Regions from separate parts of the Mus musculus genome. Here all the other regions are linked to region 1. A link is a contact called in public Hi-C, HiChIP or PLAC-seq and promoter capture Hi-C data. All regions are on one chromosome and are shown on one strand. Each heading gives the region's core, a stretch centred on a gene start, on an enhancer-like site or on the middle of the called end of the contact. The rest is flanking DNA. Distances are from core to core; before and after follow the strand shown. Region 1 holds the start of Smg8 (smg-8 homolog, nonsense mediated mRNA decay factor (C. elegans)). Region 2 holds the start of Rad51c (RAD51 paralog C). Region 3 overlaps Cltc (clathrin, heavy polypeptide (Hc)). Region 4 holds the start of Mtmr4 (myotubularin related protein 4). Region 5 overlaps Vmp1 (vacuole membrane protein 1). Region 6 overlaps Vmp1 (vacuole membrane protein 1).

The links. Promoter capture Hi-C pulls out the DNA fragments that hold promoters and counts their contacts. A called contact is a pair of places that touch in the nucleus more often than the background predicts. HiChIP or PLAC-seq counts read pairs in DNA pulled down with a chosen protein or histone mark.
Region 2: a contact with region 1 is called in an H3K4me3 HiChIP or PLAC-seq map of the SCID.adh cell line, with 11 read pairs. The contact joins the promoter of Rad51c here to the promoter of Smg8 in region 1. A contact is called at or near these places in 2 of 39 promoter capture datasets (hippocampal neurons and pre-B cells), 1 of 15 datasets of contacts at CTCF or cohesin (the NIH/3T3 cell line), 2 of 484 Hi-C or Micro-C datasets (both in embryonic stem cells), 5 of 115 datasets of contacts at active chromatin or transcription factors (the SCID.adh cell line, bone marrow-derived macrophages, large pre-B cells and 2 more) and 3 of 9 other capture datasets (adipose tissue, liver and pancreatic islet).
Region 3: a contact with region 1 is called in a Hi-C map of B cells, with 21 read pairs. The contact joins the enhancer-like site here to the promoter of Smg8 in region 1. A contact is called at or near these places in 12 of 39 promoter capture datasets (the C10 cell line, the SN4741 cell line, cranial neural crest and 8 more), 15 of 484 Hi-C or Micro-C datasets (B cells, CD8 T cells, embryonic stem cells and 5 more), 16 of 115 datasets of contacts at active chromatin or transcription factors (the 230-238 cell line, the SCID.adh cell line, astrocytes and 11 more) and 4 of 9 other capture datasets (adipose tissue, embryonic stem cells, macrophages and 1 more).
Region 4: a contact with region 1 is called in a promoter capture Hi-C map of liver, with 2.2 times the contacts expected there. The contact joins the promoter of Mtmr4 here to the promoter of Smg8 in region 1. A contact is called at or near these places in 2 of 39 promoter capture datasets (liver and pre-B cells), 3 of 115 datasets of contacts at active chromatin or transcription factors (astrocytes, bone marrow-derived dendritic cells and memory CD8 T cells) and 2 of 9 other capture datasets (adipose tissue and liver).
Region 5: a contact with region 1 is called in a FOXA1 HiChIP or PLAC-seq map of pancreatic cancer cells. The contact joins the enhancer-like site here to the promoter of Smg8 in region 1. A contact is called at or near these places in 9 of 39 promoter capture datasets (the 3T3-L1 cell line, the HPC-7 cell line, cranial neural crest and 5 more), 7 of 115 datasets of contacts at active chromatin or transcription factors (the 230-238 cell line, bone marrow-derived macrophages, embryonic hindbrain and 4 more) and 2 of 9 other capture datasets (macrophages and pancreatic islet).
Region 6: a contact with region 1 is called in a promoter capture Hi-C map of pre-B cells, with 2.9 times the contacts expected there. The contact joins the enhancer-like site here to the promoter of Smg8 in region 1. A contact is called at or near these places in 4 of 39 promoter capture datasets (the C10 cell line, embryonic stem cells, hippocampal neurons and 1 more), 1 of 484 Hi-C or Micro-C datasets (B cells), 4 of 115 datasets of contacts at active chromatin or transcription factors (bone marrow-derived macrophages, embryonic forebrain, embryonic limb bud and 1 more) and 1 of 9 other capture datasets (macrophages).

What each region holds. Positions count from the first base shown.
Region 1 is chr11:87,084,439-87,088,082 of GRCm38.p6, reverse strand. Smg8 (smg-8 homolog, nonsense mediated mRNA decay factor (C. elegans)) reads left to right here and starts at 1,306. Exons shown (of 4, transcript NM_024262.1): 1 at 1,306-3,088. The coding sequence starts at 1,330.
Region 2 is chr11:87,402,325-87,406,231 of GRCm38.p6, reverse strand. It overlaps Rad51c (RAD51 paralog C), which reads left to right and starts at 1,726. Exons shown (of 9, transcript NM_053269.4): 1 at 1,726-1,928; 2 at 3,376-3,634. The coding sequence starts at 1,811. Tex14 (testis expressed gene 14) reads right to left here and starts at 1,167. Exons shown (of 31, transcript NM_031386.2): 1 at 1,062-1,167.
Region 3 is chr11:86,715,662-86,719,256 of GRCm38.p6, reverse strand. Cltc (clathrin, heavy polypeptide (Hc)) reads left to right here. Exons shown (of 32, transcript NM_001003908.2): 13 at 1-71; 14 at 1,196-1,359. Among named protein-coding and RNA genes, the nearest start is that of Ptrh2, 33 kb to the right of the region's middle. Within about 2 kb of position 1,521, at least 39 of the 459 cell types and tissues checked have an H3K27ac peak or open chromatin away from gene starts, as enhancers often do. A contact at or near this core is called in B cells, bone marrow-derived macrophages, germinal center B cells and 3 more, where this site is marked.
Region 4 is chr11:87,589,734-87,593,581 of GRCm38.p6, reverse strand. Mtmr4 (myotubularin related protein 4) reads right to left here and starts at 1,416. Exons shown (of 19, transcript NM_133215.2): 1 at 1,332-1,416; 2 at 149-193. The coding sequence starts at 151. It overlaps Septin4 (septin 4), which reads right to left. Exons shown (of 14, transcript NM_001368775.1): 12 at 3,764-3,848; 13 at 3,527-3,573; 14 at 3,039-3,266. The coding sequence ends at 3,555.
Region 5 is chr11:86,650,343-86,653,938 of GRCm38.p6, reverse strand. The region is part of intron 5 of Vmp1 (vacuole membrane protein 1); the gene reads left to right. Among named protein-coding and RNA genes, the nearest start is that of Vmp1, 32 kb to the left of the region's middle. Within about 2 kb of position 1,283, at least 136 of the 459 cell types and tissues checked have an H3K27ac peak or open chromatin away from gene starts, as enhancers often do. A contact at or near this core is called in the 230-238 cell line, the HPC-7 cell line, bone marrow-derived macrophages and 2 more, where this site is marked.
Region 6 is chr11:86,623,004-86,626,862 of GRCm38.p6, reverse strand. All of the region lies in intron 7 of Vmp1 (vacuole membrane protein 1), which reads left to right. Among named protein-coding and RNA genes, the nearest start is that of Gm51914, 11 kb to the right of the region's middle. Within about 2 kb of position 2,417, at least 161 of the 459 cell types and tissues checked have an H3K27ac peak or open chromatin away from gene starts, as enhancers often do. A contact at or near this core is called in B cells, bone marrow-derived macrophages, pancreatic cancer cells and 1 more, where this site is marked.

The DNA of each region.
Region 1 (3,644 bases), core at 57-2,556:
TCTGGGTAGCCTTGGCTGTCCTGGAACTCAGTCTGTTGGCCAGGCTGGCCTCAAATTCAGTTCAGAGATCCACCTGCCTCTGCCTCCCTAGAATTTTCTACAATTCTTTTGTTGATGTTTATCTTTTTGTTTTGAAACAGATTTTTTTATTTTTTGGTTTTTCGAGACAGAGTTTCTCTGTGTAGCTCTGGCTGTCCTGTAGACCAGGTTGGCCTTGAACTCAGAAATCCGCCTGCCTCTGCCTCCGGAGTGCTGGGATTAAAGGAGCGTGCCACCACGACTTACAGTTTTCTTACAGTTCAGACTGGCATTGAATTTGAGACATAGCTCAGGATGATCTTGAACTTCTAATCATTCTGGCACCTCCCAAGTGCTGGGTTTGCAGCATGGGCCACTATACCCAGTTTATACTGGTGCTGAGGATAGAACACAGGACTTCCTGCATACTAGACACGTAGCTCTCCACCTCCACGTCTTCTATTTCTTAAAGATTAATTTTGGAGTGTGTGTGTGTGTGTGTGTGTGTGTGTGTGTGTGTGTGTGTGTTTTGCAGGCCATGGGTGCTGCAAAACAAGAGCTCCTTTTCTCTGTAAGAGCAATATCTGAATGTTGGAATCACAGAAGTGCAACAATGTGTTTGGTGCTCTCGCTCCTCCCTCCTGTCCTTTCTTTTTTGTTTTCTTTTCTTTATGGAGACAGGGTCTTGGTATGTTATCAGGCTAGCACAGCTGCTGTGCTCAAGAATCCTTCTTCCTTGCTGGGTGGTAGTGGTGCATGCTTTTAATCGCAGCATTTAAGAGGTAGAATGGGGGCATGGGGGAGAAAGGAGGAAAGGAAGAAAGGAAGGAAGGAAGGAAGGAAGGAAGTTAGGAAGGAAGGAGAGGGAGAGAGAGAGGAGAGGGAGGGAGGAAAGGAGGAAGGAGGAAGGAAGAAAGAAAGAAAGAAAGAAAGAAAGAAAGAAAGAAAGAAAGAAAAAGAAATTAAGAAATTCTCCTGCCTCAGTCTTCAGAAAAGGTGAGAGTATGATCAACCACCCACGCTGAGCTGTTAGAAGAATCAGTTGGAACTGTTGTGGGTTTTGGCGTATTCTTTAAAACTGAAACGGCAACCAATCTAGCTTTCGATATCTTAAACTCGAGTTGAGTAAACGTAGCGCTAAGACCTTGCAAGGGACACGAAAAGGCAAAGGGGTGGAAGGGAGTGTTGGGGGGAGGGACAGACACCCGGAACTCAAGGACTAACAGGCGGAGGAGGGATTTCACAATAGGACCGGGTGGGTTGGGATCAGCGAGGGACCGGAAGAACGCTAGAGGAAGCTCTTTCTCCGCCATGGCGGGGCCGGTCAGCTTGCGCGAGCTGCTCATGGGGGCGTCGGCCTGGCTGGGCTCTGAGAGTCCTGGAGGCCCCTCCGCTGAAGGCGGGGGAAACGCGGCTGGCACGCCCGAGCCCCCGTGGAGGGAGGATGAGATCTGCGTGGTGGGAATCTTCGGCAAGACGGCTCTGCGCCTCAACTCCGAGAAGTTCTCTCTGGTGAATACTGTGTGCGATCGACAGGTTTTCCCACTCTTTCACCATCAGGATCCTGGAGATCCAGGAACTGGAATCAAGACCAAAGCTGTCTCTGTCGGAGAGGCGGGAGGAGCCGGAGACCCCGGGGCTGCAGCCGGGGATTCACTTCGCGGAGGTATGGCTACGGCGGAAGGTAACCGAGCTGAGCCAGGTCCCCAGGACTTCAGTCTTTTGCAGGCCTATTACAATCAGGAAAGCAAAGTTCTGTATCTTATTCTCACTTCCATCTGTGACAACTCACAGCTTCTGCGTGCTTGTCGGGCCCTCCAGAGCGGTGAAGCCGGAGGGGGCCTCTCTTTACCTCATGCAGAAACACACGAGTTCTGGAAGCATCAGGAGAAGTTACAGTGTCTCAGCCTCCTTTACCTCTTCTCTGTCTGTCATATCTTGCTCCTGGTCCATCCGACGTGTTCCTTTGACATCACTTATGATCGTGTATTCAGAGCCCTGGATGGACTGAGACAGAAAGTACTACCCCTCCTCAAAACAGCCATTAAGGATTGCCCAGTTGGCAAAGACTGGAAGTTAAACTGCCGACCTTGCCCACCTAGACTCCTCTTCCTCTTTCAACTCAATGGGGCCCTTAAGGTGGAACCGCCTCGGAGCCAGGATACAGCTCATCCAGATAAACCCAAGAAGCACTCTCCCAAAAGAAGGCTGCAGCATGCCCTGGAGGACCAGATCTATAGAATCTTTCGCAAGAGTCGAGTCTTGACTAATCAGAGTATCAACTGCCTCTTTACGGTACCTGCCAACCAAGCTTTTGTGTACATAGTCCCCGGAAGCCAGGAGGAGGACCCAATTGGCATGTTGCTGGACCAGCTTAGGAGCCATTGTACCGTGAAAGACCCAGAATCGTTGTTGGTGCCCGCACCCCTTTCTGGACCTAGGCGGTACCAAGCGATGAGACAGCACAGCCGCCAACAGCTCTCCTTCCACATTGATAGCAGCACCTCGAGTTCTTCAGGCCAGCTAGTGGATTTCACTCTTCGAGAATTCCTGTGGCAGCACGTGGAGCTGGTCCTAAGCAAAAAAGGTTTTGATGACAGTGTGGGCAGGAACCCACAGCCTTCCCATTTTGAACTGCCCACTTACCAGAAGTGGATCTCTGCAGCAGCAAAGTTGTATGAAGTGGCTATCGATGGGAAGGAAGAGGACTTGGGCTCCCCCACTGGGGAGCTAACATCTAAGATTTTAAGCAGTATTAAAGTCTTAGAAGGGTTTTTGGATATAGACACAAAATTCTCGGAAAACCGGTGCCAAAAAGCTTTACCCATGGCTCATAGTGCCTACCAGTCAAACTTGCCGCATAATTACACCATGACAGTCCATAAGAATCAGCTTGCTCAGGCTCTTCGGGTATACAGTCAGCATGCTCGAGGTCCAGCCTTTCACAAATATGCCATGCAATTACACGAAGACTGCTACAAATTTTGGAGCAATGGCCATCAGCTGTGCGAAGAGAGGAGCTTGACTGACCAACACTGTGTCCACAAATTTCATTCCTTACCTAAATCAGGTAGCTACAAAGTTCCCAACAGTTTGAACTGAAAACTGGAGCTGTGCTTTTAGTATTAGTGTGTGTTTGTATGGTGTGGTGTGTGTGTCTGAGAGAGACCTCGCACCCTTGGAGGTCAGAGGGCAATGTTGTGAGGTCAGTAGTCTCCAACCTTTTCATGGGTCCCAAGTATCCAGCCCATGGAGTTAGCCTTGTGCTGCAAGCACTGTGCCTGCTGTGTCATCTCACTGGCACCTGAGCTGGGTGTGTATTCATGTATTAAGATGATTTATTTGGTACATAATTGGGTTGTTTTTTAAGAGCCCTGCAGAACTTTGATAGTAAATACTTTTTTTTTTCTTTCTTTGCTTTTATTTGTTTTCTGTTGTTGTTTTTGAAACAAGGTCTCTATTTAATCCTGGCTGGACCTGGAACTCACTATATAGACCAAGCTGACCTCCAAGTCACAGAACTCCTCCTCCTGCCTCTGCTTTTGAAGTCCATGTGCCACTGTACCCAATTAGTAAATACTTTCTACTTCTTTTTATTTTTAAAATTACTTTGTGTGTGTGTGTGT
Region 2 (3,907 bases), core at 477-2,976, 320 kb before region 1:
TGTCACACACAAACACAAAAGAAATGTAATAATAAAGAGTCGTTGCTTTAGCTGAGCATTGGTGGCACTGACCTTTCTTTTGTTTTGGGGGTGGGGGGTTCCAGACGGGGTTTCTCTGTGTAGCCCTGGCTGACCTCAAACTCAGAAATCCACCTGCCTCTGCCTCCCAAGGGCTGGGATTAAAGGCGTGCACCACCACTGCCCGGCTTTTTTTGGGGGTAGGGGGTGGGGGTGGGGAGGTCGCTGGCCTTTCTAATCCCAGTACTCAGGAGGCAGAGGCAGATGAATCTCTGTGACTTCGAGGAGAGCCTGCTCTACAGAGTCAGTTTTGGGAGAGCCACGAAAGAAACCTACACAAAGAGGTTGTCTTGAAAACCCACAAGTTAAAAAAAGAAAAGAAAAGAACCCGGTGTGGTGTCGCACACCTTTGATCCCAGCACTCAAGAGGCAGAGGCAGGCAGATTTCTGAGTTCGAGGCCAGCCTGATCTACAGAGTGAGTTTCAGGACAGCCAGGGCTACATAGAGAAACCCTGTATCGAAAAACCAAAAAGAAAAGAAAAAAAGAAAGAAGAAGTTGTTGTCAATAAGTAGTGCAAAAGCAGGGAGAGTCGCGTATTCCTATATCCCATAATTTAGAAAGTTTAGATGCTGTCTTCAAAAAAAATGCTAGATTTTTTTTTTTTTTTGAAATGTGAGGTAGGTATGACACACTTTTTTTGGTTTTGTTTTGTAGCTCTGGCTGTCCTGAAACTCACTCTGTAGACCATGCTGTCCTCGAACTCAGAAATCCGCCTGCCTCTGCCTCCCGACTGCTGGGATTAAAGGCGTGCTGCCACCACTGCCCGGCACGACACACTTTTTTTTTATATCATCTTCCGTATTTCTTGGGCCTTTAAAGCCACCTTCCAAACTGCCAATCTCCCCAAAAGTTCTGATGTGGAAGCAGTCACTCCCGCTCCGTCAACATCCCCGGTCAACTCTACTAAAGAGGTCCAGCTCCTCCCTCGGGACACCAGAGGCCCAGGCTAGACCACGAGACGACAAGGACACGATAGCTTACTTTTCCAGCTACTTCTTACTCTAGGCAGGCCTGCCGACATGAATGCTCAGAAACCGCCACACTCTGAGGGAGCTCCGGAGTCCCGGGGTCACCCACCGGAAGCTGTGCGTGCGTGCGTGAGCGGGCGAGTGCGTGGACGCGCGCGTGGGCGCCAACCACTCCCTACCGCAGCCCCCCAAAGTGGGAGGCTGGCCCACAATCCCCCGCGAGGGCGGGAAAAGCAAGGGGTCGCCTGGCAAGGGTCAGGGGACACACAACAGACCTCCTACAAGGGTTTTTTGAATTTTTCACAGCAGGAAACTGCCAACTGGTCAGTTTCTGGTTGCTGCGTCTACTACAACTTCCATCCAGGAGGATGGATTCTTGAGGAACCCGTGAAAGAGGGCAGAGCATGGTGAGGAAATATGCTGTACAGGGTTCACTTGGCCTGGCTACCGTCTCCGCGTCTCCGGCCTCTTTTTTTGTTTTTGTGTTCACTGTCAGGCTATATCCGAAACGTGACTCGGACGAGTGAAACTAGAAGACAACCTTACATGAAACCAGTGTGTGGGATTTCCTCAGCAGCAGCAAGGCCTCGTGAGTCTAGGCCGCGCGAGCCCCGCCCCTTACGCCGCGCGTGTGACGTCACGCCACTGACCCTCCCCCGCGGGAGGGCGGGGTTTGGGTTTCCAGCGCTTTCGCGCCTCTTGCTCTACGTCACTGCGTGCGTAGCCGCCGAGCTCTCAAAAAAAAAAAAAAAAAAAAAAAAAATGCAGCGGGAGTTGGTGGGTTATCCGCTGTCTCCAGCGGTGCGCGGGAAGCTGGTGGCTGCGGGGTTTCAGACGGCGGAGGACGTCCTAGAGGTGAAGCCCTCCGAGCTCAGCAAAGGTAACGACTCCCAGCTGCCAGCTGATGCACCGCGGCCGCTTGGCGCCGCCTCCGTCTTCGTTCCGCCGCCTCCGCCAAGCCGATCTTTTGACACCGCTGAAATTCTCTTGAGCTTGGAACTGTGTGGAGCAACGTTTACTGATTGCTTTCTCCGTGCTCGCTGGATGCTTTGAGGAGTGCCTCACTTAATGGTTTAAGGAAGGCTCCTCTTGGACCAGGGTGTCCAATCTGTAGATGAAAGAACCGACTTCTCATCTTGAGGTTTCATGATAAACTGGGTTGGGAAACAATCACAAGCCATGTAATTCTCCTTGGTCAAAGATCCTGGGGGGCGGGGGGGGGGAATTGAAGTTGAAAAATAAAGGATTAGAGAAGGACTAGAGATATTTCAGTGAGAAAAGCAATAGAACATTCCCTTAGACCAGGAGAAAGCTCTAGAAAGACGTTCGTGATTCACAGGAATACTGCCTCCCCCCCCCCCCCGCCCTGGCCCCCGACTTTTCTCAGAGTTCTTTAGGTTACAGATAAGTGGGAATCACAACCGGGCAGTGGTGGCGCACGCCTTTAATCCCAGCACTTGGGAGGCAGAGGCAGGTGAATTTCTGAGTTCGAGGCTAGCCTGGTCTACAGAGTGAGTTCTAGGACAGCCAGGGCTACACAGAGAAACCCAGTCTCAAAAAACAAAACAAAAAAACCAAAGTGGGGACCACTGCATCCTTAATGTTCACAAATCCAAACTTCGTTGTAGTCACCCACTGTGCCAGTAATACTATGCACATCTCTTTGATGGTGATCAAAGAGGACAGAATGGAATCTGGTTTGATTTTTGTTTAAGTGTTGTGTATTGAACTCATGGCTTTGCCAATGTTAAACACTACCACAGAGCTATACCCCTAGTCTAATTTTACATCCCAGCGATGATGCTAACAGAGTAGTAGCAGAATGGGTAGAGCACTAACTAGCTATGTATGCCCAAGGCCCTGGTTTTGATTCCCCAACTGCTAAATAACTAAATAATTGGATAATTCATTTCTGTGTTAGACTTTTGTTTGTTTCAAGAAAAGGTTTGGGGGCTGGAGAGATGGCTCAGCGGTTAAGAGCACTGACTGCTCTTCCCGAGGTCCTGCGTTCAATTCCCAGCAACCACATAGTGGCTCACAACCATCTGTAATGGTATCCGATGCCCCCTTCTGGTGTGTCTGAAGACAGCTACATGTACTCACGTATATAAAATAAAAATAAATCTTTTTAAAAAAGAGAGAGAGAGAAAAGGAAAGAAAAAGGTTTCTCAGTGTAGTCCTGACTGTCCTGGAACTCGATCTGTAGACCATGCTGGCCTGCCTGATTTCCTAGTGCTGGCATTAAAGGCATGGGCCCCCATGCCAGGCTCTGAGTTATACTTTTAATTCTCTAATGTCAGGTTTTCTTTTTCTTATTTTATTTATAGAAGTTGGGATATCTAAAGAGGAAGCCTTGGAAACTCTACAAATTCTAAGAAGAGAATGTCTCACAAATAAACCAAGATGTGCCGGTACATCTGTGGCAAACGAGAAGTGCACAGCACTGGAACTTCTCGAGCAAGAGCATACCCAGGGCTTCATAATCACCTTCTGTTCAGCACTCGATAACATTCTTGGGGGTGGAATACCCCTAATGAAGACGACAGAAGTTTGTGGTGTACCAGGTGTTGGAAAAACACAGTTATGGTAAAATAGGACGTTCCCTGCTTACGGGTGGACTTAATGTAACAAACAGAATATTCTGCTGTGAGTTTGTAGTCAGGAAACCAAGAAGCATACAGTACTACTTTGTATGTGTTCACATCAAACAATCAGCTTACCATCATATTATCCAGGATCCCTGTCTTCTTGATGAAGTTTTGATATCAAAAATGTTTCTTTCATAATATTGCCTGGTCACTAAACGTATACACTCCTAATTAATTGGCTTCTGAGATATATTTGTCAGATGTTTTAAAG
Region 3 (3,595 bases), core at 272-2,771, 370 kb after region 1:
TTCTAAATATCACGAACAGCTGTCAACTCAGTCTCTGATTGAGCTCTTTGAATCATTCAAGAGTTTTGAAGGTAATTAGGAATGTCAGAATTGATATAAGAGAGACACTTATAATTAATCAGGCAGTTCGAAATTATCTTCTGAAAAACACTTTTATGGGACATGTCTTCTCTAGGACCCCTCATGTCATGGGATCCTTGAGGTATACAGTGTAGAAGAACACCTGCTTGGGTATTTTATGAACTAAAGGCAGAAATTTGGGTTAAGAAATTTATTGTCTTGTGTTAGCTGCATAATATTAAAATACTGACGACTAATTACAGTAATATTAAAAGCACCGCTCTGACTCTTGCAATAGTGAACATTTCTCCTAAGGGGGTTTTGTGCTTCATTAGCCCAGCTATTTAAAATTCAATTAAATAATTAAAATATAATTGAAAGTTTCTAGAGTTAGTCTAGCTACGCTTGAGGTGAGCCATGGGAGGTTAGTGTCTAAGGCAGATGATATAGGTCATCACTCCAGAAAGTTCTTATGGACAGCTCTACACTAAATTTTTGAAAGTTTTATGCAAAGCTATCTGGTATGTGATACTTGATTTAAAGTGTCTCATGAAATGTGGTATAAACATTTGCTTTGCTATTGAGGCGCTGTCCTTTACTATTTGAAAACTTCCGAGCCAGGCAGAGTGGCCACTCAGAAAAATGAGACAGGTTTATGATAGATTCAAGGACAGCCTGAACTATACGACAAATCCTCTCAAAAACACTAAAACACAGAAAGATACTTTTAAACAGAATTTCCTGTTGTGTAGGGACTGAAATTTATACCTGATTTGTTCAAGTGGCTTCTGGATTAATGTGTATTCTTACTGAACTTTTAAAACAGCCAACTTACTAGGAACCTTTTCTGTAATCATGACTTGTAATTGCTTAATTTTTAGTTCTTTCATTCTCAAAAGTATAGCCAGGCTTGATGGTACATGCTTTTAATCTCAGCACTTTGGAGTCAGAGACAGGAGGATCTCTGATTTTGTGACCAGTCTGTCTGGCTTATACAGCAAAATCAGGACAGCCAGGACTCCATGAAGAGACCAGGGCTTCACAGTGAGACCTTGTCTTAGAGCAAGCAAGCAAGCAAGCAAACAAACAAAACCTGCCTATGTTCCTTAATCTCAGTTACTTTTGTTTCTTTAAGGTCTCTTTTATTTTCTGGGGTCCATTGTTAACTTTAGTCAGGACCCAGATGTGCACTTTAAATATATTCAGGCGGCTTGCAAGACTGGGCAAATCAAAGAAGTGGAAAGAATCTGCAGAGAAAGCAACTGCTATGATCCCGAGCGAGTCAAGAATTTTCTCAAGGTAAGTGGCTTTAAGTTACGTGCTTCTGATTGACTTAAGCAGTTCTACAAGGGTTGAGTCGGGCTTGAGAATATTTTTCTTACATTTGAAAATCTTAGCATTCTCAAATTCTGTGCTGGGTTATTTTTTCTAAACTTAATACTCTGTGGTTTCTCAAGAAATAAGGAAGGAAATTAGTAAGTAGTACCTAAGAACGACCATCTGTTTAAAAAGAAGGAAAAACAGTTTCATTTTCAAAGAACTTCCTTTTTTTAAAAAAAAAAAAATCAAAAGACACATTTCTTTTTTCTCTTTTCTCTTTTTTCTTTTGTTACAGGGTCTCACTCTGTAGCCCTGGCTGTTCTAGAATTCAGTATATAGACCAGGCTGGAGATCTGCCTGCCCCTGCCTCTTGAGTGCTGGGATTAAAGATGTGTGTCACTAGGGCTGGTTTAAGAAAAACACAGTTTAAAGTTGTTCTTGATGACATTTTAGAATATTCAGCTCTTTCCCCAGGTGGTGACACATACCTGTAATGTGTACATTATTAATATGTACAACAGGAAGTAGATGGCCTCTAGTCCATAAAAGGCTTTGATTCCTTTATTTTTTTTTTAAGGCACAGTTATTGATTTTGTCTTTCTACTGCCTTGAAAATTTTTGTCTGGGGAGAACAATGTGCATAAGAGCTAGCTCTCTCCTTGTATCATGGAAGGCCCAGGGGTCAAACTCAGATCTTCACATTTGGCACAAGTGCCCTTACTCTTTGAATCATCTTTCCTATTTTTTTTGAGATAGTCTCACTTTGCAGTGTCTAGGCTGGCCTTGGTATGTGGTAAAACCAGCATCTTCCAGAAGGCATCATTCTTGGCTTAGGTTTCTTATATTTTACTCTTCAATTTTTTTTAACATTTATTTATGTTTTCATTTTGTGTTGATGTTTGTGATGATGTTTCTGTGCCCAGGCCATTGCATGGAGGTCAGAGGTCAACTCTTGGGAGTCAGTTCTATCTTTGCATCATGTAGTTACTGCGTCTAGAACTCAGAATGTTAGTCTCCATATAAACGTCTTTACCTACTGAGCCATCTTCCAGCCTCTGCCTTAGATGCTTGTATTTTTCAGTTTATCTTTGGCATCATTTTCAAGATCCTTTATTGTAGGTTAAGGAAACATCTAGATTTACTTCTAGCATCACATCTGTCTGAATCCAGAAATGAAGTGTTAATGTATAATTTATAAACCAAGTGGGATCAAGATAAATTGACTTTGTGACACATGAATTCAGTTGGAGAGAATAAAGGCTGCCTCTGGCTGGAGTGAAGAATAATGTCCTAAAGAATGCTAAGCTAGAGAATAGTAAGGGTTTTTAATTTGTTTAACTTTGCTTGTTAACATTATTCTCATACCAGTTATTTTATGGGGAAAAGTAAAAATTTGTAGCTATCTATCAATGAAAGATGAGAAAAATTCTTAAACTCAGAGAGTACCACTTGTCCACTGTCACACATGACATTTTTTAACTTTTGTTTTTTGGGAGAATTGTAGATTGAGCACAAAACCATTATTACATGGAATTTGCATGTCTTGCCTCTACCTATTATCACTTGGAGGTAGTTTACAGCTGTATCATCTGATATTTATTCTTTTGAATTTAACTGGGGTCTGATAGCCAAACCCACAGGGATTTTATGTAACAAAATAGTCAAAATGATGAGATTATCTTATATTTTCTTTTTTTTTTTTTTTTTTTAAAGATTTATTTATTTATTATCTGTAAGTACACTGTAGCTGTCTTCAGACACTCCAGAAGAGGGAGTCAGATCTTGTTACGGATGGTTGTGAGCCACCATGTGGTTGCTGGGATTTGAACTCTGGACCTTCGGAAGAACAGTTGGGTGCTCTTACCCACTGAGCCATCTCACCAGCCCCCAAGATTATCTTATATTTTCAAATGAAAGATAAACTTTCCCCCAGTGATTATAACTTTATAAGTCATATCTTAGCCACATAACTTTTCTGGGCAGCCTAGCCAGCATGATAATGTCAAACTTTCTAGGGTTCCCAAGAAACTTGCCAAATGCAAGGAGTGGTTGGTCGTGCTGCTGTGCACCCACTCCATTTCACAGGACAGAGCTCGCTTCCTCTGGTGAATCATTGAGGCTTATGAGGCTTTTTGTTTTTGTTTTTTTTTTTAACACTGCTAGCTTCTTAGTTGAATTTCTCTTTTGTAATTGAACTCTTTTCTTTAAATTTCTT
Region 4 (3,848 bases), core at 167-2,666, 510 kb before region 1:
AAAAAAAAAAAGCATCAGGGCAAATGAGCCTGTTTAGGAAGTGAACAGAGTAACCAGGGGCACTAGGGCCAAGAGAGGTGGGGCAGCTTCCCTGAGTCAGACTGGAGGATGAGACACACAGTGGTATGAGGGAAAAGGAGCTACTCACCATTCTACCTTGGCGAGGGTCCTGGCTGCCTGCTCCTGCTCGTCACTAAAGGAGACAGAACACAAGAGGAAAGTGCACGGTCATTAACATCACCATAGAATCAACGATTGTCACACGGGTCTACCCCTGAACTTCTCTGCAACTCATTTTCCTCCACCACAGAGGATCCGGCGTCTCAAAAAGTCACCACACCAGTCAGGCAATGGAAGAAGCAACAAGTGACCCTGCCCGGTGAGAATTCCACCACAAAAGTTCCTGAGCAAGGCTAAGTATCATCCTAGCTTACTCAGCAGAACTCAAACGTTCTGATCCCCACACCCAGCAGTAGAGCACTCCAAACCCTGCTCTCTACAAAAGAGAAGAAATTCCAACTCTGAAGAGACAAAGACTGCCCAACTGGGACTCACTTTTGGCCCTGGTAGGGGCATGAATCCACAGGGCAGTTCGGCCAGTCTCTGAGTCTAGGAGTAGCACCCACCTGACCTGTTACTGGGGGCAGAGTCCAGAGCAGAGGACAAGAGGGAGAGGACCACAACCTGTGATAAAAGAGCAGCAGGGTTGGCCCGGTCCTGCTGAGCATACTTGAGACCAAGTAGGTGAAGGTTTGAGGGAGGAGGCCACACAACAGGAGCAGAATTAGGCCAGTCCGGCCTGGGAGACAACATCTGTCAAATGGGTCGAATTAACAAGGATTTCAAGTTAAGGCCTCCTGGGCCCACTTAGGGAGCCAGGTCTGAATTTCACCGACACTCCTTCATGTTTGGTATGCTCGAGGGGTGTGCAGCAGAGCCCCATAGGAGGCTACGGCGATTAAAGCCTCCATTGTGATCCTACCAACCTTCCCTCCCTCACGGGGGAGCCCGCAAGCGGCCAGCCGGAGGTGCTGCCTCACGGCTCCCTGGCTCGCGGCCTGAGAAACAGAGAGAGGAAGGGAGCGACAAGGACCAGGCCTAGGAGGCCCAGGGTTCTCACAGTTAGGGACTCTGGTCTTAGGGTGGGGGGTGGGGGAGGATGGGCTAAGCAGCCAGGAGATCCAGGTGCCCAGGTTTTAGGGGCGGGGCCAAGGCCTCGGAGGCGGAGCCCCAAATGACAGAGGGCGGGACTCAAGAGAGCCGGCGAGGGCCGGGCAGGACTTGGTCGTTGTGGTTCCCAGGCTGGCAGTGCACGGGGTACAGTGACTCACCCAGGCGGCGTCCGCCCGACCCTCCAAAGCCGCGCTCTCACCACTTCCGTCTCCCGCAGCTGCTGAGGCCGCGCAGCTCGAACCCCACCACGGTCCCTTGTCCCCAACCAATCGTATCTCTAGCCTCTACCCGCCCTGGCCAATAGCCACGCGAAGTCCCGCCCTGCCTCACCACGCAGCCGCCGCCCTCACTCTCCACGCTGCTCACTGGTCCAGTGGGCAGACGCCCTCTCAGCTTGTAACCTATCCGGCACCCGGAGACCAGACAGTACCCGGAGGGAGGAGGCTTGGCGCCAGAGAGCAGACACGACCAATAGGAAATCACAGCGCGTCCCTCTGGCAGCCAATGGGAGAGGAGTAAGAGGGGTCGCAGCCTAGGGCTCCGGGGACAGGAAGTACGGCCGCCCGTCGCCTACTGGTAGCGCAACTGGGGGGCGGGACATTGCAGGGAATGGTAGCAGTCACTTCCGGTGACGACCCCGCCCGAGAGGTAGTTCGCAAATGACCTCGCGGTGGCTCAGCGTTTTAACCCAGTGGTGTTTCTGTTTTGCTCCAGTAATGCGAGAAAGGAAGGGTAGCATGCCGGCTAGGAAAGGGGAAGGTCCCTTCCCAAACTCTCGGTTCCATCACTCTCGTGTTTCGTCGCCCGGTCGATGGAAAAGAAAATCCTGGATTTTTTTTTTTTTTTTTTGTCTGCGAAAGAGAAGAGCTGGGTTCGGGAACTGCTGAAGCCACAGGAATGGAAAACGTGAAAGACCCTCCTAGAAGGCCTGGGAGGAAGGAGCTCTCGGACTGGCAGCGCTGGCGGTTCCCTTTGCGTATCTGGACTGGTTGTTAACGACCGACCAACCTTGCCGTCCTTCGAGACCTGCATTGCCGCCAGTCCAGAGTCTCTCAGCCAAGAGAGAAAAACTGGGTCTGACTGCCATTAGCTAGCTGCGGCTTCTTAGTCTGTAAAAGGGGTAGAGGGACAAGACTGAAGCGCCTGGAGCCAGCACCGGGACGCAGGTCACCAGTAACGCTGGAGGTCTCCGTGATCCGCGCCACTACTAACCAAACTGAAGTGGCAAAGAGTCCTATTCTCGGCGGATAGTCCGAGTCCTGGAGTGGGTCTAGGCCCTGAGATCCTAGGCTAGTGTCCTCACGTCTTGGTTTCTGAAGTACTTACAGTTACTAAGTCATAGGAAAACAGAAATCTCTCCTGAGTTCACTGTTTTAGTTACAGGGTCTAGAACCCGGGTCTAACCTAGCGCATGCGTGATACTGAGCTCCTTGGAGACTATGGCATTTTGTTTTTCCCTATGTCCCAGCACTCTAATTACAGGACCTTCAGAATTTGTTCAGCACTGTACCACAAGCTTCCTGGAATTTGGAGCTTAATTCTGCATATCTATTTACCCAAATCTGGGGAAAGGCGGAAATCAGAGGTTGCCAGGTAGTTAATACCTTGTTTTTCCCAAGAGCAGCTACAAAATGAAGGTATTGTATACGGGAAACATGGAGGCTTGAGGCTCAGAAAGTGGAGCCAGAGTAGAAATGGTCAATAGGACAAGCTATGTTGTAAGCTGAGTGAACTCTATAAGCGAAAGGGAAATTTCCCCCTTTCTGTTTCCTACTAAAAGCCAGAAACCAGTACCCTTTCCATCAGCCTTTCAAACTAGTCATAGGAGCTATGTTTCCAGGAAATGGTAAAAATACAGAGACACCTGAAGCCACATATAGGTTAGTTTATTTCCTCTGAGTCTCTTGAGAAGTCAGCAGGGATATAAGGCGAACTGGTAGGAGCTGCGGGGGGTCCTGAGCAGAGCTGATGCAGGGAATAGAGGCTGGCATAGGCAGGAAGAAGAGATTTAAATATTCAGGTCCAAAAGCCAGTTAGTGAGTCTCCTTCATCTGTCTTTGGATTTTGTGTAACATCTCCTGCATCCGCCGCAGCTGAAACAGGCACATACATCATCAATGCAAGGTGTTTGATAGGAAGAGTCTGACTGTATTGAAGAAGTGTCCCCAGATTCTAATCCCTTGAGTCTGGGACTTTGGTGGCCCTTATGTATGATGGAAATGGCAGAACCACTCAACATCCCACCTATGTACCAGAGCATAAGGATAGGTCCTTCTATTCCCAAGCCAAGAGATAATGAGGCTTATCAAACGGAGGACTTCCCAGACTGACATCTGCATTGTATTGCTCTCACCTCTTCGTCTTTCTCCCGGATTAGCTTCTCAGTTTCTGGATCTGTCCCTGGTGGGACAGCAGGGATAGGGAAGTCAGTACCACTCTCTCTTGTCAGTTTGCTGAAGGGAGGGGGAAAGGAGGGTAGTAAGGTTGGGGGGACCCCAGCACCAACTTGAGTGAAGCCTGGGGCCTGCAGAGTAATAAGGGGAGGACTTGGGATTCCCCTGGCCAGCTTTGTCCTGGCTCCTGGTCATACTTGCGATTCCGTTCCTTCACTACTAGCCGGGTCATGCTCTGGATACACTGTGCCCTGTAGTTCTCGTAGTGTGTCTCTCGGGTCA
Region 5 (3,596 bases), core at 34-2,533, 430 kb after region 1:
AGAGTGAGTTCCAGAACAGCCAGGGCTACTCAGAGAAACCCATTCTCAGAGTATGGGGGAGGAGTGAGCAAAATTAAGGTTTAAAGTCTTACATCTAAATAAGAAAGCTGAGTGTGGTGACCCACACCTATAATCTCAGCACGTTAAAGGTAAAATACGGAGTTGAAGGCTACCCTCACCTACATAAGTTCTAAAGTTGATTAACCTGGGTTTCATGAGCCCCGATCACAACAGCAGCAAAAGCTATAATTGCATTGGCAGGCTTCCATTGTGTGGTGTATAGACAGTTTTTGACACTAGGGGGAGCATTTTCCTGCAGAGAGATTTTTCAAAGCTCAGTTTCTACACTGGGCCTTTGGGATACCTACCCTTACAGACAAATGTTATTTTTAGCCTAATTCACTAGGATTTCTTTTTTCACACTTGGGATCAAAGTAGAAAAATGCCTGGAGCATTAGCATTCTCCCTTCTAAAAGCAATGTGAAGGTAGGATTTGGAACTATTGGATTATAGTATAAAATTGACCAAGCTTTATTAGAAATTGTAACCAAATTGTGTTGTCCTTTGAAAATTCCTCCTTAAGAGACATTTTCTTAATATGATCGTTTCAACAAAATACCTTACCTTTGTTATAAGTTAAACACAACAAATATGTATAATATTTGCTGCCCAGATGCCTGTTTTACTCTTAAGTTTGGATTATTTTATTTTAAAGTGGAGCAGAAATTGTACCTTTTTAAAATCTGGCATGTTGATTGTCTTCTCGTGTTTAAACATTGCTGTGGGTAGTGCCTGATAGTTGTCTGTGCTGCTCTAAGCTGTGTTTCCTTAGGTACAGATATTTCTGGGCCCTTTTGGCTCTTGATTCCTTATTGCTGGAAGTAAATATTTGGGAACTATCACTGAGATGTGGTAAAGTGAAGCGGAGAAATAGTTTCCGTAACTGTGCTGTTAATGCCATGATGGTGGTGATTGTCTCAGAGCTAACCTGCCAGCTTCCTCTTCGCTACTTTTTCTAACTCTGATGATTGCGTCAGTGCTCATCTGTGAATCTTTGAGTACAAAGAAGGAAGAAATTACCCCAAATTGGGTTGTGGTGTCACTGATACTGACTTCTGTAGGCACGGTGACTGTGGCATGATCACTTTGAGTCAGAGCTCATCCTGGAAGATTAGCAGCCTCTTTTTAGGAAAAAAAAAAATGCCTGTTGGCCTTTGGTTGATGAGGGAGGGAATGGTAGCTCCTCTCCCTCTCTCTCCCCAAGGAGTGACTCATCTATTAACTCATGAGCGTCACCACATCAAAAGCAGAAACCAAGGTCTCCAGGACATAGGGGTTTATACAGACTGGATAGCTTCCTGCCCTTAAGTCACTATTTATAATTGTGTGCTTAAAAGAAAGCTTCAAAGACTATGTTAAACAACTTGCATAGCTCTCTACCTAAATATGTAGTCCATTTGTTCGGAATACTTAGGTCAACTCATGATCAAAATTTGCTTAGAAGATGGAGGTCAGTGGCAGAGCACTTCCCTAGCATGCTCAACGGCCCGGCTTCAAGCCCAACCTCAGAAAAGAAAGAGGAAGGTCAGTTAGGGTTTGTTAGTGTTTTCTTTGTTTTGTGGGGGTCTCACTCTTTGGCATTGGCTGGCCTGGAGCTCACTATAGCAGCTTGACCAGGTTGATCTCAAACTCACAGTGAGTGATTCCCCGCCTTGGCCAGCTGAATGTTGAGAGTAAAGGGTGTGCTACCAGGCCTGCCCTCTCAGGCTTACTGATAAACATTTGAGGTGATGGGTCACCTAAAAATTGTTAGCTTATTGATGTATATAGTTTACATTGTATAGTGTATAATGTATACTAAAACATCATACTGTACTGAAAGTGATACACAGTTATTTGTAAATCTTTAAAACCAATTTTACTGATTTTAAAGGAGAAACAAAGTATTTCTTCTTCTTTTTTTTTTTTTTAGATTTATTAATTTATTATATGTGAGTACACTGTAGCTGCCTTCAGACACACCAGAAGAGGGCATCTGATTTCATTATAGATGGTTGTGAGCCACCATGTGGTTGCTGGGATTTGAACTCAGAACCTCTGGAAGAGCAGTCAGTGCTCTTAACTACTGAGCCATCTCTCCAGCCCCAAGTATTTCTTTATATTAAGAATACTAATCTGGTAGAATTCACTTGCTTCCAGAAGGTTCATGGGCTAATTAATGTTAGAGTTTACTTTTGTTTTGGCCAGCAGATGTGTACTTTTAACATATAATAATATATTCTTGCCCTAGGTGCCACAGCCATTGTTTTATTTTTAAACACTTTGTTACATTAGGAAGATAAGGCAGAATTCTAATTATACTTTGTTTAAGTCTAACAGATTTAAAGACCTGCCACTCACATTAACTAATGCCCAGGCCTTTGGGTTTAGACAAACCATGCTGCTTTCTATAGAGAAGAGCAGGGAAGTGCTAGCTTGTGACTTGACAAAGAGAATCTAAAGAACAGGTCTGGGGGGCTGGAGAAGATGGCTCAGTGGTTAAAAGGAGTGGCTGCTCTTCCAAAGGACCAGTGCCCACATTGCATCTGGGCCACAACTACCTGTAAATCAGTTAATTCCCAGGAACTTCCTGGCTTCTTTGGGCACAGACATCCAATGTGAACAAAATATCCTTATAAATAGAATTTTTAAAAAGAAATTTTAAAAAAAGAAGAAATAAAGGAATAGGTCAGCTTTTTGGTGTCTATTTGCAGTGAGTAGTTCTATATTCCACCCATCTAGCAGTCCTTTCTGTAGGTCAGAACCTTAAGTAAGTTGTTTTCTGACTGGTGAGAAAAGCAACTGTTTTTAACTTCGGGGGAGTAGAATTCCTGTGTGGCTTCTAAAGTCTCCCAAAAGTCAGACTTTAAACAAGGAAGAAAGAAAGGTTGCAGTCATGCAGACAACCCTTTGTCTCCCAGACATCCCTAGTGATCACATTCCAGACCAGCACGGTCCTTCTGTTCGTCAGTGAAGAGTGAGGCGAACATGGTTTCCCAGTGAATCAGAGCACGCCTCGGCTTTAGTACCTTTGGCCTGAGTTTTCCAGACAAAACTAATTGGAAATTTTGCCCTTGGGATCTCCCTTGACTTCTGTATGTAGATGATAGATTTAGCTATGAGTTGACATTACAGATGCTGGGGAAGCATGCCAGTGTTTAGGAATGTTTTATCAGTTTTAAGACAGCGGCCTTGACTGTAAGACTGTCAGTGTGTCTTCCTAGGAGTATTTATACTCTCTCACACACACACACACAAACACACACACACACTCAGTCTTCATCACCCAAAGAGGTTTGACTAAACTAGTTCCTAGTTTAAAAAAAATGAGGTGTAATTATAATAAATTGTGGTCTGTTCTAGTGTACATACAAAGAACTTGAAAACTTCAAAACCCAGAAAATGGTTTGGGGTGTGTGTGTGTGTGTGTGTGTGTGTGTGTGTAAAATAAAGTAGAATTACATATACTATTTCATCATTTTACAATTAGAAATGTTTTAATTGATTGAACTATGAGTATATTCCTACCTCCTTGTGAAGACCTTAATTTGTGTTTG
Region 6 (3,859 bases), core at 1,168-3,667, 460 kb after region 1:
TTTTGTTGGTGGTGGTCGGTTGTTTGTTTGTTTGTTTGTTTGTGAAAGGATCTTACTGTGTAGGCCTGGCACTCAGTATGTAGACTGAGCTGGCCTTGAACTCACAGAGATCCATCTGCCTCTGCCCTACAAATTCTGGGATTAAAGGCCTGAGCCAGGCTTGGTGGTTTTTAGGTCTTACTGAATAGCCAGGGTTGGCTTTGGACTCAGAGTCCTTCTGCCTTAACTTTCCAAGCCTTGACAGTACTGGTGTTTGCTACCATGCCTGGCTAGGGCTGGGGCCCTTCCTCCCAAAATATTTTCTAAATTTTGTTTTTAGTTTTTTATTTATTTGTGTTTTCCCTGCTTGTATATATGCGCCCCATTTGCATGCCTGATATCGTCAGGAGGTAGAAGAGGACTTCGATCCCCTAGAACTAGAGTTATGGTTGGTTGAGAGCTACTGTGAAGGTTCTGGGAGTCAAACCAGGTCCTCTGAAAGAGCAGCAAGAGCTCTCTTACCACTCAGCCAGCCATCTTTCCAGCCCCTGGAAGTTTTCATCCATATTGAAGAAAACAACTTTCGTGGCTTATTGATAGTATGCTTAAGCATGCTCCAGGGTCCTACTTTTCATCACTATCCCAACCCAATCGCTAAAATTGAGGACACATGGAAATTCTTACAGTAATTTGTTGGTTCTCTATGCTGTATAACCAAAGACAGGGGAAATTGTGCAGATGTGTTAGAGGGTAAGGGTTATACTCACTGGTAGAGCAGTTGCCTAGCCTGTGCAAGGTAGAGTCTGAAACATGAGGTAGCTCATTTTCTTGATATATTCAGTGATTATTTTGTTGGACACCACAGAGGATATAGAATGGGGGCCTAACCCTGTTATTTTGTGTTGTTTTTGTGTGTATAACTGATACAATAGGAATGCTGCCCATATTTACTTAGAAGAATATGTTTTGGATAAAATTGCTATCTACTAGATTGCCTAATACTATCTGTCAGAATGATCTACCATTTGCATATTCTTTAGTGCTGAGTTGGTGACTTTGTAAAGTTTGCTGTCTTATTATTTGTTTTGATAATAAACACTACTGTGTTGTTTTGTATTCTTGCTATCAGAATCAGAAATGTGAAAGTCTAACTTCACCTTTTAGTAGAATGCTATTTTGTTTCTCCATATTTGTTCTAGTTTCCTTGTCTTTTCTACTGGGTATCACTTGTGAGTCTTTACTTCTCCCTGCCCTGGAGTGAACCTGAGGCTTGGTACATTTTTACCACTAAACTGTATTGCCAGTCCTTGTGCTTCATTTTGAGTTTGGTTTGGTTTTGCTGAGTTGTCCCAACTATCTACCTGACTCAGCCTGCCAAGCAGCTGGGATTAGATGCCTGTGCCACTAACCCAGACTAGGTAAACTACTTATCTCTTTAAAGACTAGTTTAGGGGGCTGGAGAGATGGCTCAGTGGATAAGAGCACTGGCTGCTCTTCCAGAGGTCCTGAGTTCAATTCCCAACATCCACGTGGTGGCTCACAACCATCTGTAATAGGATCCGGTGCCCTCTTCTGGTGTGTTTGAAGAGAGCAACAATGTACTCATATACATAAAATAAATAATTCTTAAATAAACAAAGACTAGTTTATAGGTTTTTTTATTTGTCTTATTTCAAGAGAATTCTCTTTAAGCTAGCAGTATTTAAATTAATCAACATTTGTACTTTATATATTAAAACTAAATGCTCATACTAAGCATATATAAATTTAAGGCTAAACAGATTTTACCTAGTAAGATTTTTATTCTTTCAGAAATTTCAATTTATTTGCATTAGTGGGGGGGGGACAAAAACCAATCTTAAAACCAAAACTTATCATTTGTTTTGACAAACTCTCATGACCTGTGCCTTTTCATTTTAGACAATGAAAGACATTTTTCCTTTCAAAGAACAAGGTATAAATGAAGGATTCTTTTGACCTTTGTTGATAATGATAGAACATTTGTTTCATCATTTGAGTTTGGCGATTATGGGAAAGCATTTGATAATGGTCACTTAGACACTCAACCAAAGTGCTTCAGCATTCCATTTATGTTCTGTTTGTTGAGCACATTTTCCTGTGAGTGTTAGCAGTTGGATATGCCAGGTCAGTCAGTGCCTGCTGGGTTTTCCCCCTATGAAGTATCTGTTCTTTTTCATACAAAGATTTTATGAAAGAGCTCATGGTATAGTATAGATGATCTGAAACTAAACAGGGGTCATTTTCATATGTTTTTAATGTCATTTGTTGCTGGGACCTGTTTTTGACTCTTTTGAACCCTTTGCTGGTTGTGGTTTGTCTGGCCATCACATGACTTCTCTGAAAATTCCCCCTCCTCTTCATTTCCAGTAAACTGTTTGAGCAGGCGTGAGTCAGAGTGAAACCAGCTTCCCTGTAACCACAGGGCTTGTTGAAGAATTTGTCAACGTGGACTCTAGAGGGTTTGCATTAAGCTTTGCAGCAACGATATGGTTTGTGTTGTGTCAGTTCCTGGGAAAAGCTTCCTCCTCTCAGGATCTTTTGCTTATTTGCATTAAGTATTAGAAATGTTCATTCTAGGCTCATTCGAGGTCTTGTCATGTAGATCTCCTTTCAGATCCCACCAACCACACACAGCCAGTGACATTCAGGATTTTGTTGCTTAACATCTTTATTTTTATTTTAAGTGTGTGAATTTGCCTGCATGTGTGTATGTGTACCGTATTTGTGAAGAGCTCAGAAGAAGTTGTTGGAACTCCTGAACTCGAATCATAGATGGTTGTGAGCTACTAAGTGGGTGCTGAAAATTGAGCCTAGACCTTCTGCCAGGGGGAGAGCAGCCAGTATTCTTAACAGATGAGCCATCTCTTCCTTAAGTGGTCTTTTAATGAGAATCCATTATAGAATATCTCAACTATTGGGATAGTTAAGTTTGAGTACAGAAGGAAGAAAGAAAGGTAATACTTAAACTGTCTAGTGGGGCATAGAGAGATGGCTTAGTGATGAAGCACTTGCTGCTGTCACAGAGGGACCCACATGTCAGGTCACAGCTGTCTAACTCCAGTTCCAGGGAGAGCCAACAGAGGCACCTGGTGCATATATGGCACTCAGACATGCATGCAGGCAAAGCATCCATACACACGAAATAAAATCTAAAAAAATTAATGTTCAGTAGTTGTCATTTGAACACTCAACATTGACTTAGAATTTTTCATGGCTTCTTTTGTTGTCTCAAGAAACTTTTTCTTAATACTAAATTGTCCTTTGGCCACTCCCATTCCCAGATTTGACTGTTTCTTGGTTTTCTGACTCTTCTTCTATTCAGTTGTATAGCATTAATGGAACTTGAAAGATAGTTGTGGCTTGATGCAAGTCTCAGAATGGATGGTCACTGGGAAGGAAGGCTGTCTGTCTGCTCCTAGTCTATTCCTGAGTCCTGCTCTTTTCTGTATGGCAGTTTATGCCTCAGTGGGTGGCACTGAGAGGACAACTCTCAGTCCACAGTGGGATTCTGATGCTGAGCTCCTATGATGAGGTTTGTGCGGCAAGCGCTTGTACACTCTGACACACCGAGTGGATCTCACTAGCCCTTGTTTTGGCTTCTGAAACTTGGCTCATTTAGTCCTATGCCAAGATTACAGGCGTTTACCACCACCATGCAAGACTTGTATGCTCATTTCTGATTTAACCTTGTCATCTTCAGTCAGGCTTATTTTATTATTTATTTATGCATATGTGTACACACATGGGTTGAAGTGCTGGAGAATGCCAGAAGAGAATGTTGGAGTTGGAATTGAAATCACAAGCCCAACATGGGTGCTGATTTTCTCCTGCTTATCTTTTTACAACAAAATACACATTG